Linked DNA regions of Mus musculus: regions 1 and 3 are each linked to region 2. The links are chromatin contacts, called in public HiChIP or PLAC-seq and Micro-C maps. All regions are on one chromosome and are shown on one strand. Each heading gives the region's core, a stretch centred on a gene start, on an enhancer-like site or on the middle of the called end of the contact. The rest is flanking DNA. Distances are from core to core; before and after follow the strand shown.

Region 1 (4,515 bases), core at 1,053-3,552, 520 kb before region 2:
ATTCCTTTAAAAAAAACTTACTTAAACTCTATCAATATAAATTAACTTTAAAAATATTCTTTTTCTACTTATGGTGTGTGTGTGGTACCTGCATGTATATGTGTGTGCATGTGTCTGGGACAGGAAAGGAACACGCTGTACATGTGTGCCCATGCATGTGAAGGCTCAATACTGATGACAGACATCATCTTCCATCACTCTCCTGCCTTATTTGCTGGGGCAGGATTCTCAATCAAACACAAATCTTGCCTATGAGGCCAGTCTTGCTAGCCAGCTTGCTCTAGGGTTTCCCTGTCTCCACCTTATGAGGTTGGAATGAGGCTGACACACTCGCCTAGCATCTATGTGAGTTCTAGGATCCAAACTCTGGTCCCCTCGTTTATGCAACAAGCCCTTTAAACACCGGGCCAGCTCCCTAGCTTCACAAACTAACTCTTTGTTGAACCTCATTTCTGTGTGGCTTTTTATAAAGAGCCTGGCATATATATGTACTATCCCTGTCTTTCACATGTAAAATGTATATTTCAATATATTCTGAGGCTTTAAATATCACTAACTGTTTATGAAGTGATATTTTATTAATTGCACAACTATCAGGTAGTGCTTCCAGATACTTTTGTCAAATAAAAAAGTAAAAATCTTTAAGGTCCATTAATATGGGATAAATTATTACCTGTCCCATATATGAAAGTCTTTAAAGAATTGTTGAGAATAATTGCTTCTTATAAAGAAAAGCTAGGAAAGTACATTTATTTTGAAATGTTCCCAAAGGTCAGTGTTCTTGCCAAACCTCATTCAGCCCAGTCAGTTTCCTAAGGTGAAACAACCTATGTATATAGTATAGTCCTCTTCAATATACAAGCATAGTCCTCTTCAATATACAAGTATAGTCCTCTTCAATATACAAGTATAGTCCTCTTCAATATACAAGTATAGTCCTCTTCAATTGAGATGCATCTTTGACATGGAACATAGCCAACTACCTTTTGGTTGTTGTTGTTACTTTGGATTTTGTGGCATTTCTATATGGGCTATTTGAGGGGAAAAACAAACAAACAAACAAAATCAAAAGGAGTTAGGAGTTTTTATTACCAGATTGTCATAGATCTACCTGAAGGGGCCAAGTAGGGAAGAACTTACCAGACTCGGTACTTTATTCAGCCCCTCTTAGCTGCTGGCTGGGCCTCAGTGGTAGAGCATTAACCAGCACGTACATACGAGATACCCCAAGACCATGAAACAACTGAGAAATAGTCAACTATACATCAGTGGACAGTGATGAGCCCTCCAAAGCATCTTCATGGGTAGAAGGCCTGGCTCCCAGGCCACTCTCTGTCAACTATAATCTCTTAAGGTACTGGAGAAGTCACCATCTTGTAGGCCCTCACTTCCTCTCTACAAAAGAGCAGCATGCCCTGTCCTATGTGCCTTGTGTTTTAAGAACAGAATGGAAATTGTGTACAGGAAAGTATTTTGTAACGCGTTGAAACTCCATGTATACATGGTTCATCTTGTACTATCAATATATATCCCAACAAGTTGTCTGGAAGACAAATAGATGGGAGGGAGGAGACAAAACCAGACCTCTGTGGAGGAAGGATCTGAAGGGTACTGCATGGTAGCTCCAACTTTGTTTCTCACCTCAGCCATCCTAAGTAGGTGTGGAACGATCTTCTCTTACAGCTTCTGAATCGAGAGTACCCGCAGTGGTAAATTAAACCAAAGGGCTTGTCCTGCCCTTAATCCGGTCAGGAACTTCCTGCAGTGACATCACCCCTGATTTCTGGCTAAAGAAACTAAAGTTTTGAGAGATTAAGTAACCACTGTAGAAAGGGAGTAGCAATGGGATCCACACTTCTGATCTCAGGCTGTTCACCTTCTCAGCCCATGCTTTAACACTATTCACATTGCCTCTCTGTGCCCCGGCTTCTCATTACTTCAGAAATGAACTTATTAAGGAACCATTGGCTCACAGCAGACTCTGCTAGGTCCTGTGCAAAGCTGGGTTTGCCCTTGCTTGTCCATTTGAGCCACTCCCTACCACGCCCAACTGACTGCCAACCACAGGATTCCTGCCCTAATTCTGCCCTCTGATGCTCTGACAAACCTGATCCTGGGGTGTGCAGTCAGCAGCCTGCAAAGGGTGGAACTCAGACTAGCACCACACACGGGCTTCTTGTCCTTCAATCCCCATTGTTTGAGAGCAATTGCAGGATTTTCAAATTAGCCAGTAATGAGTAATGTTCAGTGAAGCTCACAGCTTTGGCATGCACATGCATTTCCCTACAAGCCAGGAGACTAATCCCTAGCTGGCACTGCCCAGGTTGTCTTAGTCATAGAGTTCCATGGTGTCTCTGTGAGTGTTGAGAACTGTGTAAGTGGGCCACAGTGTAACCTCAACTGCCTCAACTGCTGCATAGCTGCTGCAGAGAAAGATTTGTTTGGTTGTTTGTTTTATGTGTGCTCAAGTTTATGTGCGAGTGTGTGTGTGTGTGTGTGTGTGTGTGTGTGTGTGTGTGTGTATGTGTGGTCTATGTACACGGGAATGCATGCCCATGTTCACCCGAGCAGACACCAGAGGAAGACATGAGGCATCTTCCTCCATTGCCTTCCACCTTGTTTTCTGAGTCGAGAATCCCACAGAACCCAGAGTTTGCCATTGTGTCTAGACTGACCCAACAGCCATCTCCTAGTATCTACCTGTCTCCATCCCAGTGCTGGAGTAACATACTCATGTAGCTATGCAAGACTTTTATGTAGGGGCTGGGGATTTGAACTCGAGTTCTCTTGCTATCTCAGCCAACTTTGCCACCTGCCCAGCCATCACCTTGGCCCGAGGATGTTTTAGATCGATCTGAGAGCAATCAAGAGGACTCCTGCAGAGTTTCACAGTACTGCAGCAAGACACCTTTGCAGTGCTGATAGGCTATCCTTGTGCTTCCAACATCTGGAATCTCACCCCCTGTGCAGATATAGTGCAAAGTGAAACATAGCCCATGTGTTCTCTTGTCTGCCTTAGGCATCTGTTGCACTGAGGGAGCTTTGCCGTATAGTGATGGAGATTTCCCAGAAGCCTCAGGTAAGGCTCTGCTTAAGTCCTGTAGGCAGTCCACCAACCAAATGACTTGAAGTTCCTTCTTGAAATGTACACAATTTAGGAAGGCTGTCAGCACTAGCTACAGGACACACTGACTGGAAATAAGAAGCGGATACTTCCGTTTCTCTGTTAGGATAGTATTGGTGGAGTTCATACTCAGCTAACTGGGAAATCACACGTCTCCTGCAAGCATGAAATGTGGTCTGATAGAGGAAATTTATCATCATACTGTTTTAATTTTTCTCACACGTGTATATAATTGGGGACAAGAATGAAACTAAGTTGCTACATTTTTATGGTCTGCACTTAGGACATGATATTTTGTTGTGGCCTAGGACCTAAGAATAGAAAAATATAGCTGGGGAGAGCACTTGGCTGGGATGTGAGGCCTGAGGTTTTGTTCTGGCACTGGGAAAAATAACCAAGCAAACAAACCAACAAGCAAACAAGCCAACAAGGAGGAAGGACAAACTGGCCAACCGCACTGTCAGTGTTGGTTTGAAAGTTCTGTTTGTGTCTGTGTCCAGGTTTCTGACTGGAATTATTTGATTCTTCCGGGAGAATGGTTTGTCCTAGGTGAAGCCTGGGTGGGAGAGGGAGACATCACATACCATTAGACTTCAGGTTCTAGCCTGTGCCTTGGTTGAACGAACTTTAAACCTCCCTTGCTAAAGGTGAAGTCTTAAGTTCTGAATGATGTTATTTCATCAGCATCTCAAACACATCCTGTGACTGCTGATCCACTCCAGCTTCCACAGAGAGCGACCCAAAGAAGGACGCTTGGATAGTTTGAAGGCAAATTACTCTTCCTAGTGATGATGTTCCCCCAAGATGTAATTTTCCCTAATTAAGATAAAACAAATAACAGTAAAAATTATCCACCGTCTTTCTTTGGTGCTGAGAGCAAATGAGATTTAAAAAAAAAAGATATGACTCCTATAAGCCACAGACTTATGGCAGAAAAAAAAAACTCATGGCCTTATTTAGTGATGACAATTAAAAATATTTTACTGTTTACTCTTTAGTTGTTTACTCTGCATACTCCATTGTGTGACTGTAGTGTAACTTCCTGTCCCACCACTATTAAACATTAATAATCCTTCCAACTATTTTCTTATTAATAAATTTGTAGAAAAGATCACTGTCCACTTTTAATCAGTTCTTCCATTGATTTTTGAGCAACGGATGCTTAAGCAATTTTAGTCCTGTGTTTGAAATATAACATATGTGTCGTTTTACATTTTTACATAATTCATAATATATTGTGAATTTCAAAGTATGTAACATGAAGTTTTATAATGTATAATAATATATATCTCTTCACTAGGAACAAAGTGAGAAAGATAATACTAAGAGGGTAAGGTGATTTTCCTGAATATATATAGACTAGCCAGAATAAAGAAAGCCATAGATCTTTT
Region 2 (4,431 bases), core at 1,404-3,903:
AAATCACTTTAAAATTGACGTAGAGAAGGGAAAAGAAAAAGGGATGCATACACACAAGAGGCTGTCTGTCTAAGGACTGAGCCTTGAGATTCCCCGGCAGCTCTTGGGTCTTGGGAAGGAGATTCGGACGAAGCAGCAAAGGATGCTGAGAAAAAGCAGCCGGTTGGGAGAAAAAACAGGGAGTGGAACGGCTCATGACACCATTGGAAGGAGCGTGCTAAGCAGTGGCAAATAGTCACCTTCTTGATGGGGCTGATGGGGACTGGGGTGAAAACCGAAGGTTGACAGCTGGACTCAGCAAAGTAGAGATGAACGAAAAGTTTGACAGTGTCAAAGCCCCGTCACGTGGTGAATGTGATGAGGGTGGAAATGGAGGGCGATTAACAACTTGTTCAGGGGTTTAGTGATCAAGAGAAGAATGCTTGAGGTTAGTTGGAGGAAGAACTGGGACAAAGGAAGGTCTGGGTGGGAGAAATAACAATGTTCATAGGTTGTTGGATGAAGCCAAGAAAGAGGAAAAAAAATCCAGAGGGAACAAGGACTGTGGTAGCAATGTCGGTGGGCAGCTAGAGGGCGTGGCTTTGGCTGGGGGAGTGGTTTGCTCATTCACAGAGGTTGGAGAGTAGGAAGACATAAGTGGAGGTGGTGTTTGAAGTTCTTTTCTGATTGCTTCCATGTTCTGCTATGAGAAGACAGGATTAGGGTCCTCCTGCAAGGATGCAAATGGAGGTTACGGAAGCGCAAACCATGAAAGTTCACATTTGATGTCGGCAGTTCTGAACTTCAAATGACACTCAACAATGACCTTAGCTTCTCCAGCTAAATTCAGCTGCACAGATTCAGGCACAGAAGAGGCAGAGAATTACAACTAACCATCACTGGGTTTGTTTCCAAGTTCATAAAATGAAGCATAAGAGAGAGGTAAGGGATGGAGTGTCTATGCAGAGAACGTTTAGCCGTTGATCTTGGAGATCAAGCTGAGTCAGGAGGGAAATGGGGACCCAGCTGAGGTGAAGGCCCAGGTTATGGCTCATGTCTGTGGGGCTGGAGACTTGGAGGAAAAACACAGGCAAAGAGCTGGAAAGATAAGGATCCGGTGAGAGGGAGGGTGGTTGAGCTAAGCTCATAGCGGGTTATAGTGATGGAGAATGACGAACTGGAAGGTATGACAGAAGTGGAGAGCTGTGTCATGGGATGAGAAGACACTGAGATGCTGGGTAAGAAGAACATAATGAACAGAAATCAATGAGTGGGATCCAAGTTGGCACCCAAATGTGCAGGAATCTGCATTCAAGTGTAATATAATAAATTTTAATAGAAAGTTGGAAGTCAAAAATAAACATAAAAAAGAAAATGAAACTATATGTTATTCTCCTACGCACAAAAAGCCTCTCTCAATAACTGAGGATGTATCATCCCCGTGTGCCTTATATATGTGTGTCATACAAAAATGAGTCATTTTAGAACATCAGCGATTGAATGCTGTAGTATGGGCAGCTTTTCCCATTAATTAATATTCTTATATATTTATTTAATGACTATATAGGATGTTGCTTCAAACATACGCTAATTAGTCATCCAGTCCTATGATACAAAGTTTAAATTGGTTTCAGTTTTTACTGTTAGAAACAATAGGCGGATGAATGGGATTTCAGATGCCTTTGTACAGAGCTGTGACTGCTTATTCCTTGTGAAAAAGACTCTAGATTTATTGGGCAATTCCTCCCTCTGATGACCAAAGGGTATTCAGTATTTTGAGGCTTTTGGTACATACTGTTCTCTGGGCACCAAGCTGTCCTCTGAAAATATTTTACCAGTTTATAGCCATCTCAGTGGGATATGATAATGCTCAGGTCTCATATAATCTTTTTTTTTTTTTACCATGACCCCTAAAAAGGTATTTACTTTGGGAGATTGCTCAAATCCTTTCTGACTCTAGTCTGATGTTTCCACGGTGAGAATATGTGCTAGCATTTATTGGCTGTTGAGCCACAGGGCTAGAAGGCTTAACCTCCCATCAGAAGGCTTGGGGTGCCATTTTTAAATTGTTAGAAAGTTTTGTCCTAAAGCAGCACAGGATGGCAAAGTGGCTCCAGATGAAGGAAGAGGCTGCCAGCTATCTTGTCCTTAGGTGTTTTTTGTAGTGGCCCATCTTCCCTCCAGCTCGTACTTTCTCTGAGTATTGGTGTTCCTATTTCACAGACCATCATCCTTGCCGGCTCATTCTCAACACCCATGGACAGGAAGGTCACTCCAACAACAAACATGCTTGGATAGACTCTTCCTGCCTCCTGGCCCCTTCTTGCCAATTCAGCTCTTACTAGGAATTTGAGTTCTGCCTGTGCCTTTGTGGCCTGATATCTTCCATTTCACCTTAGATAACACTTAGTGAGCTGCTCTGTGGTTTATGGTGACACTCTCACGGTGGCACACCCATAATAATAGAAGCCCGCATATATACATTCTTCATTTCTCACGAGTCCTTCTCTCTTCTCCCTATCTGCATCTCTTGTCCAACCAACAGCATTTCCTTCTCGGTCTCCTCTCTAGAGAATTTTAAAAAGCTGTGGCTGTCGTCATCTTCCTGTGGCCACAACATGATTCACCGGCCAGTTAAGACGGTTTGACTCCAAGAGCAGAATAAACAAGAATCACTGATAAGGAGGGGGGAGGTTCCTCCTGTGACAGCACAGGGTTGCATAAGGCTCATTGTTCACCTTCAAAACAATGGCTTGTGATTGGAAAACAAAAAGAGACCATAAGAATGAACTAGCACCTGAATAAATGAAGTGATGTTTGAGAAAGCTCTGGCTTACGCAGACTGTTATCAGGGTATCCAGAAGTTGAGTCATGGTTTTCCCTTTTGCTAAGAGCTTGTTTGAAAGTGTCATTAGAACACCAATGAGTTTAAATAGAAGGAAAATGTTTTAGCTCCTTAGCACAATTGTTGTCCTTCAGAAGGGACTGAGAAGCAAAATCTGTGTCCAGACAATGAAATCTCACTCCAGTTGTTTAGTGCCAGATTAGGGTATCGTTTGTAGGGATAAGCCTGTATTTTTATATGCTGTTTCTCTAAGACTTCCATATGTGAACACACATGCACAGGTACTGGTTCAATTAACACGACATTATTTTTTTTAACAGACACATATGTACACCTAAAATGAGAGTTGTGTCTGTAAATGCTGTAGTCTTGTCCTAGAAAGAAGAACTTGCGTGAAGTGTGGGTTTTAGAGGGACTCTCTCTCTCCCCTCCCCTTGTTCTAAGTACAGGCTAGTGACTGTCATTAGTGCTGATCGTAGGAGCATGTGCCAAAGGGTGACAGAAGAGCAGTAATCCTTCATGTCAGCTGCTGGGTGTGATGCCACAGAGATGCAGGTCCTCCGAGGCTGCCAGGCTGCCTCCCTGCTCTGGGAAGTGGAAGCCAGTGATAAATGTCAATACACTTCCAATGGTTGGGAGTGAACCGGGCCTGTCTGGATCCTATGCAGGGGTGGCAGAGCTCAGGATCTAGCTGCCAGATGGCACTTAGGAACTAGGCACGTGGGATGCTTGGGGGAGGTTTTATTAGCAGAGACAAGTGGCCAGGCACCTCTGGGTGCCACCTTGTCCCCTCTAAGGACTCTCTTTCACTGCAGTGCACGTTCCAAGTTTCCTTTTAAATACCCATTAAGCACACATAAATACCCATTAAGCACACAACCATTCCCTTCCCCATTCCAGTGGCCGTGTTGAGATGCGACTGGAGAATATTGGATAAGGGGAATCACTGAAATAGGCAAGTGGATGCAGGGTGTCATGGAACAAAGCCTTGTTGCAGGGAGACCACCCCACTGTCAGAAGAAAGGATTTTTGTTATAGGTGGATTTTGTTTTGTTTTAGTGAGTGACAACATTTCTTTCGAAAGATATCGTCAGAGTGGAAAGGGAGATGTCGCTAGGACTCACTTCCTGACTCCCTGAAAGTGAGTCTGTGGGACAGCACTCAGCAGTACCAGAGAACAACAAACATACTTATTTTTCTTTCTGCTGAGTCAGGAAGAAAAATGCCTTTCCCACACTAAAACCCACCTTTGCGATTTTAGCTTCAATTTACAAAAGTGCCTCCTGTGGACTCGCTTCTCCTCCCAATCATAGAATCTGATGTAGAAATAGACCACAGATGGGGGTGGCCCCTGATTCTGATGTCACAGTTACCATGCAGCCAAGTCCTCAGCCCCTCAGGTCCTACCTGGCTTGACTCTCCATTAGCAACTACATCTTACTGAAAGTTGACCGTGTGACATGTGCCGTACACTTACTGTTTAACCTGTCACCATCTGTAAGGCAGGCCTTGCTGGTACCCCTGTCAGATGACAAAACTGAGACTTACAGGGAGCAGAACCCTGGCTCTGGTAGCACAGCTGGAGCGACTAAGCAAAGACTTGTCCA
Region 3 (4,484 bases), core at 1,720-4,219, 550 kb after region 2:
GCACTGGAGACTTGTCAAGACTTACCTCTGAGAAGGCTCAGCGGTTAACAGCATTGGCTGCTCTTCCAGAGGACCTGGGGTTCAATCCCTAGCACACACATGATGGCTCACAATCATCTGTATCTGTTCCCAAGGAGTCCAATGGCCTCTGAAAGCACTACACACATAAGGTATACATACATACATACATACATACATACATACATACATACATACATACATACGCAGGCAACACATAATAATAATTATTATTAATAATAATAATAAATTTAAGGATGTATCTCTGTGTCTGACCCTGCCCCAGGGCTCTGAGGCTCAGCAACTTCCTGGGAAGTCACAGATAAAGATGAATTAAGAAAATGAGGGTGTGGGGCTGAAGAGATGATGGCTCAGCAGTTAAGAGCACTGACTGCTCTTCCAGAGGTCCTGAGTTCAATTCCCAACAACCACATGCTGACTAACAACCGTCTGTAATGGGATCTGGCACCCTCTTCTGGTGTGTCTGAAGACAGCTACAGTGTACTCATATAAATAAAATAAATCTTGTGAGAAAGAGAGAAAGGGAGAAAGGGGGAAGAAAGAAAGAGAGAGAGAGAGAGAGAGAGAGAGAGAGAGAGAGAGAGAGGAAGGAAGGAAGGAAGGAAGGAAGGAAGGAAGGAAGGAAGGAAGGAAGGAAGAAGGAAGGAAGGAAGGGCAGGCCTTTGAGATGACTCCATGGGTAAAAGTGCTCTCAGTGGTGACCTGGGTACAGGCCCAGGAACCCACACAAAGGTAAGAGGAGATAAACAATTTCACAAAGATGTCCTCTGACTTCAGTGTGTGTGTGTGTGTGTGTGCTTAAGTGCACTTGTGCATGTGTATACACACACACACACACACACACACACACACACACGCACACAAGTTTTAAGATTGTTTTAAGTTGCAAAAGAAAAGAGGGAGGATAGAAATGAGACTTATCTGAGGCATGGAGACCCTGGAGACCTTGGACTTTGCCAATCTATCCATGATATTATGTCCATAAAGTAAAACCCAGAAGCCAATTACAGTGCACAGGGCCCCACACAAGCCAGTTCTTGTTTACTTTCCAGCTTCATCTCCGTCACAGTGAGCTCCCCTCCACTCTGACAAGCTTCTTCCACTCCACCCCACCCCACCCCACCCCTAGGGCCTGCTTTCTGCTTTGTTGAGGGCCGACTTCCTGGCTGTGTTGTCACATGAGGCAGAGAGAGAGAAAGAGAGGCTCTCTGGGGTCTTGTAGGAACACCACTAACCCTATCCCGCCATAGCTCCACCCCTCCACTCCTCGGGACATAGCTTGCTACTGCTTTTCTCCAAATAGGATGATACTGGAGTTCATCAGTGGTTCACTGGAGTTTACAGCGGTTCACCATATGCTCCTTTAACCTTAGCCTTAATTACTTCTTGTTTGCAAATACATCCATATGAGGGCCAAGACTGAGCTCAGTCTGGAGTACCTCCTCCTTTGTATTCCTCTGAGACCCCAGCTCACAGCCACCTGATCCCAACACTACTCAGTTCTCAAGCTGACAGGTACTGCAGACCTGGTGACCTGGATATGAATCTGCTAATCACCCACTTCCCACTGTACTTTTAGGGAGGTGGGAGTGGGGGGGAACTCCTAGCAATCTTGGAAATACAGAATGCAGCAAGAGAAAGAAAATCAAAAGTCACTAACAAATTCCAGAACTAGAAAGTAACGTTTGCTGTATATGCTTCCTGTTAATCTATGGACCTATCTACTTATCTGTCTAGGTTTCTATTAAGAACCAGACTCTTCCTCGGCAGTGAGAAGCCTGTGGACGCCTCACACTAAGATCATACCTCAGATAAGGCTTTCTGCTGGCTGATCTTGAGCCAGGTCACACCTATAAGGACCTCATGAACAGGGCTACACGTTAGACTCACGGAGAATTTTATAGACACTTATCACCAAAGGGTTGGTATTGACTTATGATATCAATATTCCAGAGAGAGAGAGAGAAGAAGAAGGAGGAGGAAGAGGAGGAGGAGGAGGAGGAAGATAATGGTGATGAGGAAGAATACATCTAAGATGAAGTGGCCAGGCAAGTTGTTTACAGTGATTCACCATATACTCCTTTAAAAATACAACTGGCTTCTTCAAGAAAACAGTTATCAACATTAGAGACTGGTCGTACGGAACAAAAAGAGCCACAAGGGAGGGAAAGGCAGAGTGTTACTGATAAACAAGCACTAGGAAACCCATCTGATGACGTTGGCCTGACTGAAAGGAGAGGAGCAGGCATGGGAGGCTGCAGTGACGGAGAGGCAGCCCCTGGGGCACTCGCTCAGGTGTGCCGCTGTCCTTCAGTGTTTATGGGAGTTGGCGCCAGGGTCTTGAGTATACCAACACCTGTGGTGCCCAATACCCTGATATACCAATATTGTAGTATTTGCAAGTAACCAAGACACATCCTCCCAAATGCTCTAAATACCCCTCAATTGCTTATCAGGTCAAACACATTGTAAATATGTGTAAAAACTTACACTGTACTGTTTGGGAAACACTGGCAAAAAAAACAAAACAAAACAAAAAAAAACCAAACAAACAAAAAAAAAAAACACTAAAACAAAAACAGAATAAAACCAAAAAACTGGACCTTTTGAGTCCAGGTGTAGTGTTTGTCCTGCTTTTGAACCAGAGTTGGTGGGGTCTCTGGATGTAAGACTTGTGGCTACAATGGGACAGTTCTCATAGGGATATAATGTTTTCCATAGTCTCATAGCTTTTAACAGTGACTTCTCTGTAAGATAAGCGCTCTCTACATCCCATATTTTTGCCAGAGTTCTAAACTCCTACTGGAAGTTTAGGGTGGGGTGCAGCTAGAGAGGACATTTTGACATGCAGCTTGGTCCTAGGGTCATTGTGTCAACACAGTTATGGCTTCCAGCACATCCTGTGGTTTGTCAGAGAGAGGCTCCACCGGCAGGACTTTCTTTCTTGGAGTTTATTGGCATCTTATCTATGATGCCAGGAAGCCAGAGAGCAGAGACAGGAAGATATGCTCAGTGTTATAGGTCAATGGGAAAAAAAAAAAACAGTTTAAAGGCAGTGGGTATGGTGGGTGGAGGGGAGACACTCTGAAACAGAACAGAGAGTTCTCGAAAGAAAAGATACAAACGGCAGTTAAACATGTTTAAAAGCATCCAACATCAAAAAAAAAAAAAAAAAAAAAAAGTTCCCAACATCCTTAACCTTCAGGGAAATGCAAGTTACAGGGCTTTAAGATTCGGTGTCACCCCAGTCAGAATGGCTGTCTTCAAGCATTCAAATGACAATGAATGCCAGCCAAGATGTGGGGCAGGAAACCTTTGTAAATTGTTGGGAGTGTGAAAACTAGTATAGTGACTTTGGCAAGCAGTCTGGGGGTTTCCAAAACATAAAAAGAGAGCGATGATATAACCCATCTATCCCACATCTTCACAGTTACCAGAGGACTCCATGTCCTTCCACACAGGTGCTCATTCTCACTCCCGGCCGCTCTGTCCACAATGTCTTAGAACACAACAAAATAGAATCAGCTTAGATGTTTATCAACCGTGTGCCCCATATTATCATTCTCCACTCACCAACTACAACAAAAACAACACACACACACATAGAGTGAAACTTGATTCTATAAAGAGAAATAAAATTTGCAGAAAATGAATGGAACTGGGAAAAATTATATTGAGTGTAGCTACCCACACCCAGAAAAATAACAACTGTTGGCATCTTATCTCTCAGACGTGGATTCCAACTTCAAATATTTAGTTATCTGTATTTAACCTGGAGTACCTGTGGCAGCAGGGAAGGGAGCAATGGAATGAGGGAGATGAGGAGTTGGGGGAAGGCTAGTTAAAAAGAAGACTCTATGAAAAAGCCATATGGAAATCTACTCTCTTTTTGTCTGTTTGTTTTGAGTGCAGTGGATTGAAGCCAGGTCTCATGCATGCCCAGCAAGAGCTTAACCGCTAAGCCATATCTTCAACCCCACTGAAACTTCCTATCTTATAACCCAATTCAAAAACATAATTTAAGAAATGAATTAGAAGGGAGATATCCTATGTGGAGGTTTGAATGAGAAATATCCCCTGGAGGCTCTTATATTGGAATACTTGGTCTGTGGTTAGTGATGCCATTTAGGGAAGTTACAGGATCTTTAGGGGGTGGAGCCATGCAGAGGAAGTGTATGTTGGGGCAGGCTTTGAGAATTGATAGCCTTTCTCCACTTCTAGTCTACTTTCTGCTTTCTGCATGTGGTCAGAGAAGTGAACTCTCAGCTTCCTTCTCTGGTCACTCCCTGCCATGCCTCCTTCAACATTATGGATCTCTCTCTCTCTCTCTCTCTCTCTCTCTCTCTCTCTCTCTCTCTTCCTCTATGTGTGTGTGTTTGTGTCTTTGTCTCTGTATTTCTATGTGTCTGTCTGTCTCTATCTCTCTTTGTGTCTCTACGTCTCTG

The links. Hi-C and Micro-C count contacts between places; a contact is called where the count stands out from the background. HiChIP or PLAC-seq counts read pairs in DNA pulled down with a chosen protein or histone mark.
Region 1: an HNF4G HiChIP or PLAC-seq map of pancreatic cancer cells shows a contact between it and region 2. The contact joins two enhancer-like sites. A contact is called at or near these places in 1 of 115 datasets of contacts at active chromatin or transcription factors (pancreatic cancer cells) and 2 of 9 other capture datasets (adipose tissue and macrophages).
Region 3: a Micro-C map of the G1E-ER4 cell line shows a contact between it and region 2, with 3 times the contacts expected there. The contact joins two enhancer-like sites. A contact is called at or near these places in 3 of 484 Hi-C or Micro-C datasets (the G1E-ER4 cell line, the HPC-7 cell line and embryonic stem cells), 3 of 115 datasets of contacts at active chromatin or transcription factors (bone marrow-derived macrophages, embryonic stem cells and extraembryonic endoderm stem cells) and 1 of 9 other capture datasets (embryonic stem cells).

The regions. Positions count from the first base shown.
Region 1 is chr5:76,344,003-76,348,517 of GRCm38.p6, reverse strand. Nmu (neuromedin U) reads left to right here. Exons shown (of 10, transcript NM_019515.1): 4 at 3,020-3,079; 5 at 4,425-4,454. It overlaps Gm34175 (a long non-coding RNA gene), which reads right to left. Exons shown (of 3, transcript XR_389299.2): 2 at 1,642-1,796; 3 at 789-1,031. Among named protein-coding and RNA genes, the nearest start is that of Gm34175, 3.7 kb to the right of the region's middle. Within about 2 kb of position 2,302, at least 43 of the 459 cell types and tissues checked have an H3K27ac peak or open chromatin away from gene starts, as enhancers often do. A contact at or near this core is called in pancreatic cancer cells, where this site is marked.
Region 2 is chr5:75,824,718-75,829,148 of GRCm38.p6, reverse strand. No RefSeq gene overlaps it. Among named protein-coding and RNA genes, the nearest start is that of Gm32727, 150 kb to the left of the region's middle. Within about 2 kb of position 2,653, at least 70 of the 459 cell types and tissues checked have an H3K27ac peak or open chromatin away from gene starts, as enhancers often do. A contact at or near this core is called in the G1E-ER4 cell line, the HPC-7 cell line and pancreatic cancer cells, where this site is marked.
Region 3 is chr5:75,279,481-75,283,964 of GRCm38.p6, reverse strand. No RefSeq gene overlaps it. Among named protein-coding and RNA genes, the nearest start is that of Mir7025, 100 kb to the right of the region's middle. Within about 2 kb of position 2,969, at least 16 of the 459 cell types and tissues checked have an H3K27ac peak or open chromatin away from gene starts, as enhancers often do. A contact at or near this core is called in the G1E-ER4 cell line and the HPC-7 cell line, where this site is marked.